2 separate regions of the Mus musculus genome follow, and region 1 is linked to region 2. Evidence: chromatin contacts called from public promoter capture Hi-C data. All regions are on one chromosome and are shown on one strand. The core of a region is the stretch at or near the end of the contact, and the rest is flanking DNA. Distances in the headings are between cores, read along the strand shown. Region 1 has its middle 18 kb from the start of 2410022M11Rik. Region 2 holds the start of Gja3 (gap junction protein, alpha 3).

Region 1 (7,611 bases), core at 2,882-5,381, 230 kb before region 2:
AAAAATTAAGATAGCAATATGCATAATGAAGAGGGACAAAGGAAAAGAGCAGAAGGAGCAGGCAGGTCTCTCCTTACCATGGGACAGAACAGGTCGTTTCTTAATAGTAAGACAGGCTTAGTCTTAAAGAGGACAAAGCTTTCTTCTAATAGACTTGGGTTTAATTCATCTAGCAATAAGAGGGTAGAAGCTTTTTCTTTCTCTATGCAATAAATATTGTAGCTCATATTTCATCCAGGATGAGTGAGTTCTTTCTGCATTGGTGCTTGGTCTTTTGCTCCATATACATATGGTAGTATGGGTGTGTGTGTGTATGAAATTATGAGATGAGTATGTAGGTGGACCCAACTGGTTTGAATGGAGATGTATGAATGTGCAAGTATGAATCTGTATATGAATTTATGTGAGTTTAATCCATATTTGCTTGTGTAAAAGTTTTTCCTTCTGTGTGTTTGACTCTCTTCTGCTGGTTCAATAGATGTTTATTGATCCAAACCTTCCCCCCAGCTTGATGCATCTGGACAAGAGGGAAAAGGCTCTAGCAGTTAATCCCTTACATAATCCCATGCTGTTTTATGATGAGGTGCTAAACACCAGAGACTTCAGTTTCTGGACTCAGAGGAACTCAGTCAGACAGGCAGGTCAGCTTCCGCAGCAAAGTGGCTCAGACTTAAGTCAGGTAAACATTTTATTATTAAACAGCAACCCCAGATATCTTGCAAAACCAAGTCTTGACCCTTCAAATACTCTTTCCTCTTGGCTTACCTCAAGAGGAAAGAAGAGGGCTGGAGAGATGGCTTAGGGGTTAAGAGTGCTGACTGCTCTTCCTGAAGTCATGAGTTCAAATCCCAGCAATTACATGGTGGCTCACAACCCTCTGTAATGAGATCCGATGCCCTCTTCTGGTGTGTCTGAAGACAGTTACAGTATACATATATATAATAAATAAATCTTTAAAAAAATAATGGGTGACTTCAACATCTTATCCTATTCATAGATAAATCATACATACAAAAGCATTAACAAAGAGTGGGGAGCAAGAAGTCTTGGTGTGTGAAGGCCCTGAGACACCTAACACCTGAGTTCAGTTCCCATGTTGAACATGGAGGAAAGAACTACTTCATATCTGTAATTTTGTTACAGTTAACTTGATATTTGACCACCAAAGGGGTCACAACCCACAGGTTGAGAACCACTGTTTTAAAAGCCTTACATAAACCATCATATACATGTTTAGTTAGTTTTTAAGCCCTTGACAAGCACTTTTACAGGAATATTTTCTTAAAACAATGCATCAAGTGAGGCAAAGTGGTGCATCCTTCTGATCCCAGCCTGCTCTGGAGATAGAATTCTGTGGGTTCAAGTGCAAGAGACCTCCAGGTTTTAGCACACCATGTTGGAGGAGGAATTGTTCTGATGACTCTAGCTTGAATCAAGTTGACACAAAAAATCAGCCAGAACATCAGACTTGTTTGCAGGCAGTTTCTGCTACAGCCATGCTAGTAAATGAAGCTGACACATTGACTTTTGGGCCAAGAAATGTTCTCAACAACTCCACATTCTGTAGAGACTTCCTGATGAAAGGTGGATTTTGAAGGTCTGAGTAACATATTATTGAGCAAGTCTCCTGGAATAACCCTATATCTGATTGTATAAAACTTCAGCTATCAACTCAGCTAGTTTGGGGCTAGATGATAACCCAGCAGGCCCCTCCATAACTGCCTAGAAGTGACTGAAATAGTCCAATTAGTCAGATCTGATCTGATGGATGTCCTGGTATGAAAAACAGAAGACATACTGTACAGTGATAGAAGCAGTTTTGCTCAAGATGGAATCAGGTATGCCAGGGCCACAGTTATTGCCTTGGACAGAACAATGTGCACTTTCCCACCTGCACATTACCTGTGTATAAGTTCCTGGAAATAATGACTCTGAGACTTATACATATGCATAAATTTTGAGGCTAGTAGCTTTGACTCTGTTCCATGATTAGGTTATATCTCAATTACTTGCTTTGTTTGTTTGTTTGTTTGTTTTTTATTCTGTGTTCTGTCATGTGGTATGGTACTTAGTCCTCAGTTTCATGAGACAGTCATTTTCTCTGTCTCAAGGCAAATTTTTTCCAATGCCTGTCTCTATCCCAGAAATCTAATCTCTCTCTACTGGATGTCCTGTCTTCAAATCCTGCCTCAGCTCATTGGCCAAAGACTTTTTTATTGACAGGTGAAACTTCCATACATTGTACAAAATATTACCTCTACAAATGTGAGCCCAGTCTCTCAGCTGAGGGACTTCAACGCCAAAGGGATCAGTTCCTGGTCTTAACCCAGGTACTTTGCTGGGGGATGGGAAAAGCCATCACTATTTATACAGACTGTATGTATTTGCCACAACCCATGTCTATCAGACCCTTTATAGGGAGAAGGAACTCCTTACTTCAGGTGGAAAGGAAAATTAAAAACAAACAATTTCTGGCCTTACTAGAGGCCATATGACTGCCAAAAGAGGTAGCCATTGTCCTCTAAAAAGGGCATTAAAAAGAAAAATCTCCAGAGGCCCAAGGGAACAAGGCATAGACCTGGCCATCCAGAATGAGGCCCTGGAACCAGAGGAGCCTCTTCAGATCTTGGTTACCTAAAGGTTGCTCTAGTGCCAACCTGCACATAGGAAGAAACCATAGGCAAACAGAAAAGATGCCAAATAACAGACAAATGGGCAGTGGTTCTTGCTGGGTGGGAGACTTGTACTCTCTGCCTCTACAGGGAGATAGATGGTAATCAAACTCTACCAGGCAGGCCAACCATCTGGGGACATTCAAAACTGCCAAGCTACTCAGGCCCAGATATTATATCCCTGTAGATAATCTTGTCAAAAACATTGTGCTGGACATATCACTTCTATAAAAGTAAACCCCAAAGGAGAAAGAAAAGACCCAGACAAAATCCATGCCTGAGGAACCACACCAGAGACTATTGGGAAGTGGACTTTACAAAAATCAATCCCACAGTTCTTGGCTCTATTTGTTAGTTTCATAAACGCCTTCTCTGAATAGGTAGAAGCCTATGATACCTGAAGAGAGATAGCCTCGTGGTCACCAAGAAACTCCTTCAAGTGTTGATTCCTAGACCCCTCTCTGCCTGGTGTCTGACAATGGCTCCATATTAATGCCAACATCTCCCCAAATCTAACAAAGATCCTAAATGTTAATTGGAAAATATGTTGTACCTATATACTGCAGAGTTTGAGACAGGTGGGAAATGTGGCATTGTGCAGGCAGACATGGTGGTGGAGGAGGAACTGAGAGTTCTACATCTTGATCTGAAGGCAGCCAAGAAGATGCTGATTCTTTTGCATTGGGAGGAGCTTGAACACTAGGAGTCCTTATAGCCTGCCTACACAGTAACATACTTCTTTCAGCAAGGACATACCTCCTAATAGTAGCACTTCTGATGGGCCAAGCACATTCAAACCACCACATTCCACACTCTGGCTCCCCTTTAATACTTGAACCACACAGTCTGTATTTTTTTTCTTACTAAGCTTGCTATGCTTGATTAAAATGCTCTTCATGAGAGTCAACCAGAGGACAAAGTCTATGTTGAGCTTTTGTGAGACTTCCTTTGTCAATGTAATTAATCTGATTTTCTTAACTTTAACCTCAGGTAGACTCCTCAGACAAGGGCAAAAAGTACTATTCTTCATCAAACATTATAAGAACAATTTCTTGTGTTCAAATCACCCTCAGCACCAATGTCTTTCTATATTCCTATTAAGAGGGTTGATAAAGTCCCACTTAAAGCATTCCATGGCTTTCCAAATCCAAAGTCCCCAAATCCACATTCCTCCAAACAAAAACTTGGTCATGCCTATCACAGCTGGTCATGCCTATCACAGAGGCTGGTTCCTGGTACCAGCTTCTGCCTTAGTTTGGATTTTATTACTGTGTAGAGACATCAAGATCAAGGCAACTCTTATAAAGGACAACAAACAGTTGAGACTGGCTTTCAATTTCAAAGTTTCAGTCCATTATCATCATAATAGGAAGCAGGGCTGCAGGAAGCAATGCTGAATGCAAGCAGACTTGGTGCTGGAGGAGGAACTGAGATTCTGCATCTTGGTTGGAAGGCAACCAGAAAGAGACTTGAACTCTTCTGTACTGGGCAGAGCTTAAGCACTAGGAGCCCTTAAGCCTACCTACACAGTGACACACTTCCTCTAGTAAGGCCACAACTCCTAATAGTAGAAATTCCCAAGGGCCAAATATATTCAGATCACCACACCCTCACTCTTCTCTAAGCTCAAAGATATTTATAAGGCAGAAATGACTAACCACACCTCCCACACCTTCCTTAAACCCTTACAGGCCTCAAAACAGGTCTAGAGGCCTATTTATCAGACAATTTGAGAGTCTGTGGCCTTACCCTTTTATGAACTTGCCCACAAGTCCTGGCCTGGTGGCTTTGTATGGATAAAGAAGATTCAGACTCAGAGGCGACATAAAAAGATCCATACCAAAAAAAAAAAAAAAAAAAAAAAAAAAAAAAAAAAAAAGGTCCATACCTGTGGTCCTCACCACCCTCACAGTGGTGAAGGTCACCAGTGTCATCTCATGAATCCACCAGACCCAGCGGAAGGAAACTACAGAAGACAACAACAGATGTGTCATGACCAGGTCCTCTAACTCCCTAAAGATAAGACTGATAGGGGTCCTATGATTATGATGGTTTTATTTTGTCGTCTTTGTCTCCCTGTAGAAAAGGCCCCAAACCCTTATAAACTATGACCCTGTCGGTCCAAGTTTAGCCTGCCTAAGGGCATGATCACTCAGAGGCAAAACTCAGGGAGTTTGATTGCCAGGGTGGGTTGACAGGCTGTAGGGAAGCACTGAGGTACCACTCCAGGGGTGAGAAAACACAGTCTGAGATGTAGGAAGGCTGGAGCTGGTTCTGGGGTCCCTGGGCCTGCGATGAAGCTGGAGCCATGGGGTTCTCAGACTCTTGGACATGGAGGCACTGCTGGGAATCTCAGAAGAGCCAATAATGAAGGTGGGGACCTGAGGGCTGGGGACAGTGTCTAGCCTGGAGCTGGGAAAGAGAAGCTCTGGCTTGTCCTATCAGTGATTGTCATTAGCTTGGCAGACAGGCTGGAAATTCAGAGAGGCCTCCTACAGGAGAATTAAGCTGTGGCTCTGTAGGCAAATGCCTTCTCTATGGCTCCCCATGATGGATCTCAATAAAAGAGACAGTCCATGGTTCTAAACAGTTTATTGGATGTTCATAGTGGAAAATGGGTGCATACTGTAGCATAACCACTTCTCAGGGTGGACCTGGGTTTAAATACCTTTGGAGGGGAGAAATGTCTGGGAAGGGAAGCTTACTGGCTAAGCCCTCTGGGCCTTTAGGTACCTCAATAGCTTGAAGAATTCTTTTTATTTATTTATTTATTTTTTAAAAATTTTTGGTTTTTCAAGACAGGGTTCCTCTGTATAGCCCTGGCTGTCCTGGAACTCACTTTGTAGACCAGGCTGGCCTCGAACTCAGAAATCTGCTTGCCTCTGCCTCCCGAGTGCTGGGATTAAAGGAGTGCACTACCATGCCCAGCTTAGTTTGGAGAATTCTGCTCTGGGCCTATGTGACCACAAGTCACATTTCCTTATGTGAGGAATGTGGCATGTGTTCCAGGCCAGGAATCTGGCAGACAGCAGGGAGTGGCCTAAGTCTTAAGTGTGTGCTTACTGAGTCTCCAGATCTCAACCTGCTCTACCTTACCAAGCTTCCTGGCATGGTTTTACTGTCCAACATGACCCTGGGTCTGAAATTTAAGAAGTGTGTGGATGGGTGGGTGGGGTGGGATGGGGTGTCAGGGAGCACATAGCCGGTCTATCCACTTCACCTCAACACACATTCCAGGTAGACTTCTGACAACTATTACTTCCAGAGGCTACTAACAGATGCTTTGTTTTCTCCAGGGGAGAAACTCCCTGCTGGATCTGCAGGTCCACAGGTGAAGAGAAAGGGCTCTAATCTTATCTAGTACCATGGTTGCATAGCTGACAACTCCCCAAGCTGCCAGGAGCCAGCAGAATACCACTGTGCTAAGTAGGGTTGTGAAACTGCGTTTCCCTGGGCACATTCATTCCTAGGATCCATTCATAGTCCAAGAAATAGGACCAACACAACTGACTTACAGCCACAGGCAATGTAATCTCATACCCACAAAGGTTAGGGCCTGGCAGAAAGCCAAAGGTCTTTATTGAAAAACCAGTAAAACCTGGGGAGTCAGCTTATATATCAGTGGTCCAGACCCAGACAACAAATTTACTCTCAAAAAAGTCTGGCACTTAGAGTCATCCAGCCCATCAGCCCCAACCTGCCTACTGTGAAACCTCTGGGAAATGAGCCCCTAAGGTGATAAGCCTAGTTTGTCCAGGAATGCCTTCAGTAACTCAGGGCATAAAAGTGAAGTAGCAGTGGAACCCTGAAGTGGAAACTTCTAGTTTCTTTGGGAAGTTGTGTAAAATGATGTTTTTCTGGGGCACACAGGTGAAAAGATGTCTTGCTAAAGCAGACATGTGAAAGAATGTTTTCCTGGAGCAGACATAGGTGAAAGGACGTTTTGATACAGCACAGACGTGAAAGGAACCATGATGATATGATCCCATAGACAGTGGCAGAGGAGCACTGAGCATTGGTTTGGTTTGCTCTACCTCACTATTCTTCCCTAATGACTGGGGGGAAGTGGGTGTGGCCGCAGGCCCCGTGAAGTGAAACCCACTTGTTTACTGCCTTGCCTGAGCATGCGCAGTGAGGCTGCATGCATGGGCTGCCTGCCAGGCGGACAGTTCCTTGTGATCCAGACCTGTCAGCCTATCTGTGAACGACCTAAGCTCCTGCCTGGAGCGTTTGTGAATTCTGATTGGATGAGGTGGGGTGGAGCTAGAAGGAGGTGAGTCGGCGAGAGTAGTGAGTTTTGTTTAGCCCTTGCCCTAGGTAGAAGCCAGAAGTAGAATAGGAGTAGTTTAGCCCTTGCCCTAAAAGAAGCTGCTGGGGAAGAGAGCTGTAAAAGAAAAAGCCCAAAGTAAAGTTGCTGTGTGAACCCGACTTGGTGTCTGTGTTGGTCATGTCTCGGCCGGCTGGGAGGACCAACGACAAATGACACCCATGAATTTGTTCCCCTTACATAGTGTTTTTGAGCTCAACTTGTTATATCAACACCATTGAAAAAACTCACCAAAGAACTGGTGGTGAATGTTCCTGTGGCTCTTCAAACCTCAGGCTGGTTGACAACCCTTGTGGTTTCTTCTGGATTGAACTACAGCTGCTGGTTCATGCCTGGTGTCTGAGAAGAGGACTGGACTTATAGCTGCTGGTTCATGCCTGGTGTCTGCCTGCCTAGAGGACTGGTCTGCAGCTGCTGAATCGTATTTGGTGTTTGCTACAGGACTGAACTGCTGCCAAAGAAGATTGAGCTCGCCCCCAAAGAACTATTGTTGGACAGATCCACTTTCCCTCATATCCTAATAACTTTTCTCTTCCACTACCTTTGCTGGCTAGGGGAGAGCTTGAACCCTTATTAAAAACAGGTTGCAAAAAAAATCTATGCCTACCGAAG
Region 2 (6,836 bases), core at 3,052-5,551:
CACCAGAGAGAGCTAATTTTGATTTGTAAGTAGTAGCAACAAGTGCTCATTTGATTATAAAGGCCTTGGGGCTGGAGAGGTGGCTCAGTGGTTACAAGTGCTTGTTGCTCTTCAGAGGATGGTAGTTTCAAAGGCTCCCAGCACCCACATGGTGGCTCACATCTATAACTCCAATTCCGGGGCATCTGAAGCCCTCTCCTGACCTCCAAGGGCACCAGGCAAGCATCTATAATGCACATATTTAGGCAAAAATCTAAAAAAAAATGTTTAAAAAAAGAACTAAAGGTCTTTACTGCTTTGTATTGAAGAAAGGCAAGTTAACAAAACACTTAATTTTTAAATAGAATTCTTTCTTCTTGAAATACTTGAACAAGAGAAATATTGTCTCTGGGAATCAGCTTTAAGTGGCCTTTTCTACAGAGTTCTAACATCAACAAAATGCTAGCAACTGGCCACACCTCCAAGGCTTGCTGTCATGAATCACACTGGGGCCTTTGACACCCAGGGCCTCCATCTTCTACCCTGGCCAACTCTCCAATGCCCTGGGCTAGTTACTCCAGCACATTGTCAGTCTTTTAAAAGATCCATGAAACCCAAGGGAATCGTCACTTAGCAAAACATTTCACTAAACATCACTTGTTAATTTCGAAGGACTCACTTCAACTTCTTCCTCCAAACGTAATAACTGAGTAATGAAAAAGTAATCACCTTCAGGTGAAATGGGACTTACCAACACTCTACTTTCTAAGGGGTGGTTTGGGCAAGGATATATTGCAGTGGAAGAAACCATGGAATACTTTAATATACGAGAGATCTCAGCAGGCTCTTGGTACGCCTAAAATGCCTAAGTCGGGCAGCCTGATTGGCTTTTCTAGCTCTGATCCTGCAAACAATTAAAAGGTAATTCTACTGTATAGCCAGAGTGATGTCATCTGGAGTCTTACCTGCTGCACCTGGCGTACGGAAACAGCCGCGGCGCTAAGAACCTCGGAAGTGTCTCATTTATCGTCCTCGTTTACAGCCCAGGAAGTGGCAGCCCAGAGGGGGTATTGAGATTTGCTCAAGGTTGCACAGCCCATAGTGCCAATGCCAGCAAGGAACCTCACCTGCAACTCTTGGCCACACTCCCCTTCCACACGCCTTCAAGGGGAAGCCGTAGGCAGATCGCTCAGGTCCCAGGTGTTGCCCTTTGCATCCTATAAGTCTGCACACTTGAACACACGTGTTAAGCATGCGTGTTAAGGCAGACAGGTTACAGTACACTATAAGCTTTTGCCAGTGAGAGTGGCTAAAGGGACACTTCCGTCAAAATTCCCAGGGGCTGGTGAGATGGCTCTCCAGGTAAAACTCCCGCTGAACAAGCGTGATCTCTCACGTTCAATCGATGGACTCAGCAAAACGTTAGATCAACCTTATAAAGGCAGGATCAATGCTACAGCCTGGTCCTCTTACTCCGCGTGTGCTGTGATTCACATGCCAGACACACATGTATGCAGACTCCCTAAAAGGAGTTAAGGACAGCCCAGTGACCTTGTTCGTCATGTCACCGGAAACATCATCTTAAAATGCAAATATTTCTACTCTTAGTGAACAAACCCCGCACCTCAATGGTTATAGGATGCTATTGTTCACTTTATAATAAACAGAAACGGCATATCAAAATATCTGGGTTTTTTTTTTTTCAGCTTAACTTGTCAGGGAACTCTCGTAGTCTAGGGTGGCCTCAGGCTCACAGCAATCCTGCCACAGCTTTCCCAGCACTGGGATTACAAGGCACTATGCCCAGCTAAAATACTCACTTTTAAATTAACAAGAAATAAATTTTCACGAACAGATTAGCATAGAATTTAGTATGGAGATAGTGGGGTGAGTTGCCTGAAGAAAAAAATGAGCAATTTTCATACTTAGTACCATTAGTTTGCAAATGACTAAATAAACTGAAAATTCTTCAAACGAAAGAACAAGTTACATGAGCCAGAAATGGTGGCACAGGCCATCAATCCAGCACTCAGAGGCTAAGGCAGGTGGGTCTCTGTTAGTTTGAAGTCAGTTTTGTCTACATGGAGAGTTCTACGTAAGCCAGGGCTACTGTCTCAAAGACCCTGTCTCAAAAAACAAAACAAAAAGAATAAAATACACAAGTGTAAAAAACGACTTCACACTTCTGAAGTTGTGACAGGTTTTAAAAAGCCAGCTCTGGGCTGCTAATCTAATTACTATTGAGGGAGAATTTAGCACCCTGTAAGAATAAAAATGTAGGTGATATTTTATTATTTTCTTGCCTTTCTGCACTATATATAGTGAAACCATAAGCAGACTGGTCCCATGTGCTGTTATGGCCCCATGAACCATAGCAGGTGCGTTTCTCTCTCCAGGAAACATTAAATATATCCTGTGTGCAGCTGTATGTGCTGTGAACACTCAACAAGACTGTGGTCCTTGCCTCTGGAGACTTGTTTGCAGGCCGTGGAAGAGGCAGGCATGGGGAAAATGGATAGATGCAATATAGACCCTGGTTGCCTAGTCCTGGAGCCCCACAGAAGGATGGGTGGACAGACACAAGTGAGTCCAGCCACCAGCTGAGTTTGTCTGGGTTTCTTCACATCCAGATCCTAGGACCAGGCTTTCTGCACAAGTGAAAGGCTTCCTGGGGGCCCTTCAATCCTCTGAATGTCCTCACACACACTGGCAAGTTACCAATGTGTATGTTTATTAATGTTCATGGGACTGTGACATGGTGGAGTTCTTAAGGCTGTGTGTCCTAGGTACTGTTAGACATGCTTTCAAGCAATGCAGGATGTAGTCCCAGTTTCTACATACGTCAGGCTGGCTGCAAGGAAGTTCCAAACCCATCATATGTCATTCAGCTATGAAAAATGAACAGAAAACCCTAAAATTTTAGTGCTGTTCAGAAAAAAAAATTGGTTAAAATTCTTTCCTTATCGACAAAGAGTCAACTTTTGTTTCCTGCCATTTTAAAGTCCGACCACTTCCAGCCACGTGCTGGTCAGCAAACTGCACTGTCTGTCCCCGTGGGACCGTTTTGTAAACTGCTTCACACTACAGGGCAAAGCATTGCCCTGTTTGATGCTTATCTCAACAGAGGCCAAACTGCTGAGCCAGGAGACTTTGTGCCAAGTTAGCTCTTTACTTTGAACACAACTGATATTTAGAAAAGCCCCTCCCTTACTCCAGTTTAATCTTTCCATGTTTGTCTTGCAATATATTTCACGGCACGACAGAAGGGCAGTGTGTGAAGTGATGCACAGATTACAGATCGTCATAGTTTTGAATTCCAAGAGAGAGCCTGTGCACAATTCACTTCCTGGCTGTTTTACACAGCCGCTGTTAAGTGGCACGTTTTGGAGGCGTCGTGATAAAAGGAAAACTGGAGAGCTGAAGCCCTTTTCACATTATTCAGGTACCAAGACGGCTGATCAAGAGAGTGAATTCTAGTTACCTGTGTAAAGAGTGGACAGAAAGCAAACAGCTGCCCGCCACTGGAATTTAATGTCACTACAAGTCTCTTAATGAAAAGATTATTGTAGAAGGCAGCTAAGGGCGCTCTTCCAAACATGTACAGTCTTTACTCGTGTGCACCGCCACACACGTACAGATCAAGAAGCTGGGTCGTGGTACTAACAACTAAAGTATTTAAGAAGAAAATAAACTTCTAAAAGTTTTTTTTTCTGAGAAAAGTGGGCCCTCCTTGTTTCTTTCCAATCAAACACTACAAATGTACCCCGCCACTTGCAGGCCACTTGCAGGTTAAAATGACCTTAGGATCCCTGCTGTTTGGGGATAGGGACTGGTTGCTTTCCCCAACCCAAGGGCAAACCATCTCGACCCAGCTTTGACCGTCCATTAAAGAGAGCAGGCGCTCCGCCCAGGTCTTTAGGAGTCTAGAAGAACAGTAATCTTTCCCAAAGTTTCCCAAGGCTCAGCTCCCCAGCCCTACTGCACCCCACAACAATCCAAAGAATCACGAAAGCCTCCCAAGATCGGGGAGCAACAGGGCCTTGCCCAGGGGTGACAGCGCCGCGTCCCGCCACCCCTGGTGCTGTCGGGTCCCCAATATGGCCCTGGAACTCCCAGTTTGCCTTACCCCGCTCGGCCGCGGCGGCACCGGCGCTCCTCGCCCAGTCGGGCTCGGCCTGCTCTGTAAAGGAGGCTCCCTCTTTACTCGTGCGGTGCCCCTTCTTCCCACGAGCGCCCCGCGCTAGGGCCGGGCCTCTCCGCCCCGGCCGCCATCCCCACCACCGCGGTACGCACCGCACTTGGCGCCCCACGCCGCTGCCCTGTCGCCCCGCCACGCCCTCGCCACCTCCCACTCTGCCAGCCACGCCTCCCCGCATCCCACAGGCCACGCCCCTGCGCCCCTCACCGGGTCCCGTCTGGGGAAGCTGGCACCTGCCCCCTCCTCGCGCGCCCACATCCTCGGGCGCCACCTGCACCCCAGTGCGCACCACGCGCGCTCCTCGTCCGGGCTCTCTCAGCTCCGCCGATCCGCCGCAGGTGTCGGATGGGGTTCCCGGCCGCAGACACCCGAGGGCCGGGTCCTATAGGGCAGGAGTGGACAGCCGGGGCGGGAGCAAGGCACAACCGACTGCCAGAGCGGCCTGGGCGCTGCGCGCGTGGGCGTCGGGAGGGCGCCTCGGTCGCGCCCGGGTGTCGCCGCCTGGGGATGCAGACTTGTTCCTCGGGCGAGTCCCAGCCGGAATCCTGTCTCACCCTGTCGGATAGAGACGCCCCCGCGGGCAACAAGCTATAAATAGCGGCCGCCAGCCTGCTTCCAGGCGGACACAAATTAGCCGACAGCTCCACGGATTCTAATTTTTTTAAATTAACTTGTTCCAAGGCGCTTGAAACTTGGCATGGCCTGAAGTGTTGGGGAAGATGTCCCTGCGGGCAAGTTGTTCCAGACGGTCTTGGGGATGGGATGGCAGAGTGTGGTCCGGTTAGCTTGTCCGCATCGGGGTGAGGCTTTTAATGTGTCTAACCCTCGGAGTTTCTCTGAGAGTCATAAGACACCGACACCGAGAGGGACAGAATCTTGGCCTTGTCCATTTCCTCTGGCTTCCTAGGGTCTAACAGGACTTGAACAGCAGCTAATCATTAGTAAATAATAATTCACTGAATGTTGGTGGCAGTTTTAGAAGGGATCCCCAAAGTCCCTTTATGAGTGATGGATTTATTTTAGGAATAAGGGAAAATGTGCATTTCTGGTTGTTTTACAGTCCCCCTAAAGACCTATTGCTTCATTAAAAAGTTTGGCTCTATTTGGGTTTGCAATCCGCTGACTTTGAAGAATTCAGTCGTTCTGTTCGAGTCTGAATTTAAGCGTATTCCAACGAGAAAGAAAACAAAGCTTATGAAGAGACGTGAAGCCGGTCTCCTGCAGGACTTGGTAACACATGGATACAGTTTTGTTTTATTTCGTTTTGTCTCTTAGACAGGGTCTCCGGGAGCGGGACCTGGTCTCAACCGGAACCTCCTGCAGACATCCCAGGGCCGTGATGGCAGCCTGCACTGCACACCTGCCTAGGTTCTTTTGAAATCCAGAAATGTTATTCTAGAAGGTTTTATTTTTCTGTTGTTTTTATTCTCTCCAAGAAATACAAGAATACTTCTCCCCACAGAAGCATCAGAAGTATTAAAAGACTTGCACCGTCTTGGACAAACTCTAGTATTGTATTGGTAAAGCCAGAAGTATAATAATGATTTGCAACTTTTTATTGGAAATAGATTTAAAATGTGTAACTGCAAATACCCTTTGCACACCCACTTCATAACACAGTTCAAGAGTGGAAAGGTGGAAGTAATCTAGATGCTCCCAGAAAGATGGATGGGCGCACAGATGAGGTTTTAAGTGCTGTAAAATATTGTTTGGCCTTAGAAAAGAACATGAATGTACAATTGATATGAAGATAGATCATATGGCAATGAAAAAGCCAGCTACAACAGGAACAGATGCTGTCTGAGTTAACATATAAGACGTGCGTGCTGTCAAACTAAAGCCAGGTAAATATAGTTTCAGCATTTGAGACTCAGGCGGTTTGGTGGGAATTTGAGACTGTCTTGAGGCAGATGGGGGAAACTCTGTTTAAAAATCAAAACAAGCATAGAGACTGAGGTATGGAAGCACACACCTGTTATTCCAGCACGTGGGAAGTGGAGGTGGAAAGATTGGGAGTTCAAGGTTAGCCCGGACTGCCTGAGATCCTTTCTCAAAAAAAAAAAAAAAAAAAAAAAAGGTATTAAGTTCCTGGGACTCATGGAGTGGAGAACGCAGAGTTAGTGGTGGGTGTGGGATTTCAGTTCTGGAAACAGAATGGGAGGCATTTGCAGTGTGGATGTGCTTAAAGCCACAGGAACTGCGTGCTTAAAATGAGGAAGACGATTTTATATATATATATATATATATATATATATATATATATATATATATATATATGAACATTTTACATGATATTATGCAAAGACAAAAAAGACTTGCACTTGTCATAATACATATTTTCTAGGTGACAACCAATACAATCACTACATGGTTTAATAGTTGGCTGTAAAAGTTTGCTTCTTGTTGGATTTTTAACAAAGACTGCATTTAGGGTAATTTGAGAGTAGATATATACATATGCACACATAAGACAAACTGACTAGACAGGGATTCTCAGCTGGATCATATCTCTATGTTCTAGCAGCATTTTGAGGCTGATGATACACAGTGAGCCTGGCTCTGTGGCAGGTGCCCAGAACCTGGGTGATAAGGGAGCTTTACCCCAGTAGCCACTAGAGTAAAAATGTGTTTGTGTGTGGCGTCCCCTGGTGGTAGCAGC

What was found. Promoter capture Hi-C pulls out the DNA fragments that hold promoters and counts their contacts.
Region 1: a promoter capture Hi-C map of embryonic stem cells shows a contact between it and region 2, with 3 times the contacts expected there. The contact joins the enhancer-like site here to the promoter of Gja3 in region 2. A contact is called at or near these places in 9 of 39 promoter capture datasets (the HPC-7 cell line, embryonic stem cells, hippocampal neurons and 4 more), 1 of 15 datasets of contacts at CTCF or cohesin (pro-B cells) and 13 of 484 Hi-C or Micro-C datasets (the G1E-ER4 cell line, the HL-1 cell line, Th1 cells and 5 more).

What each region holds. Positions count from the first base shown.
Region 1 is chr14:56,826,655-56,834,265 of GRCm38.p6, forward strand. No RefSeq gene overlaps it. Among named protein-coding and RNA genes, the nearest start is that of 2410022M11Rik, 18 kb to the left of the region's middle. Within about 2 kb of position 4,132, at least 16 of the 459 cell types and tissues checked have an H3K27ac peak or open chromatin away from gene starts, as enhancers often do. A contact at or near this core is called in embryonic stem cells, where this site is marked.
Region 2 is chr14:57,053,422-57,060,257 of GRCm38.p6, forward strand. It overlaps Gja3 (gap junction protein, alpha 3), which reads right to left and starts at 4,302. Exons shown (of 2, transcript NM_001271623.1): 1 at 4,106-4,302.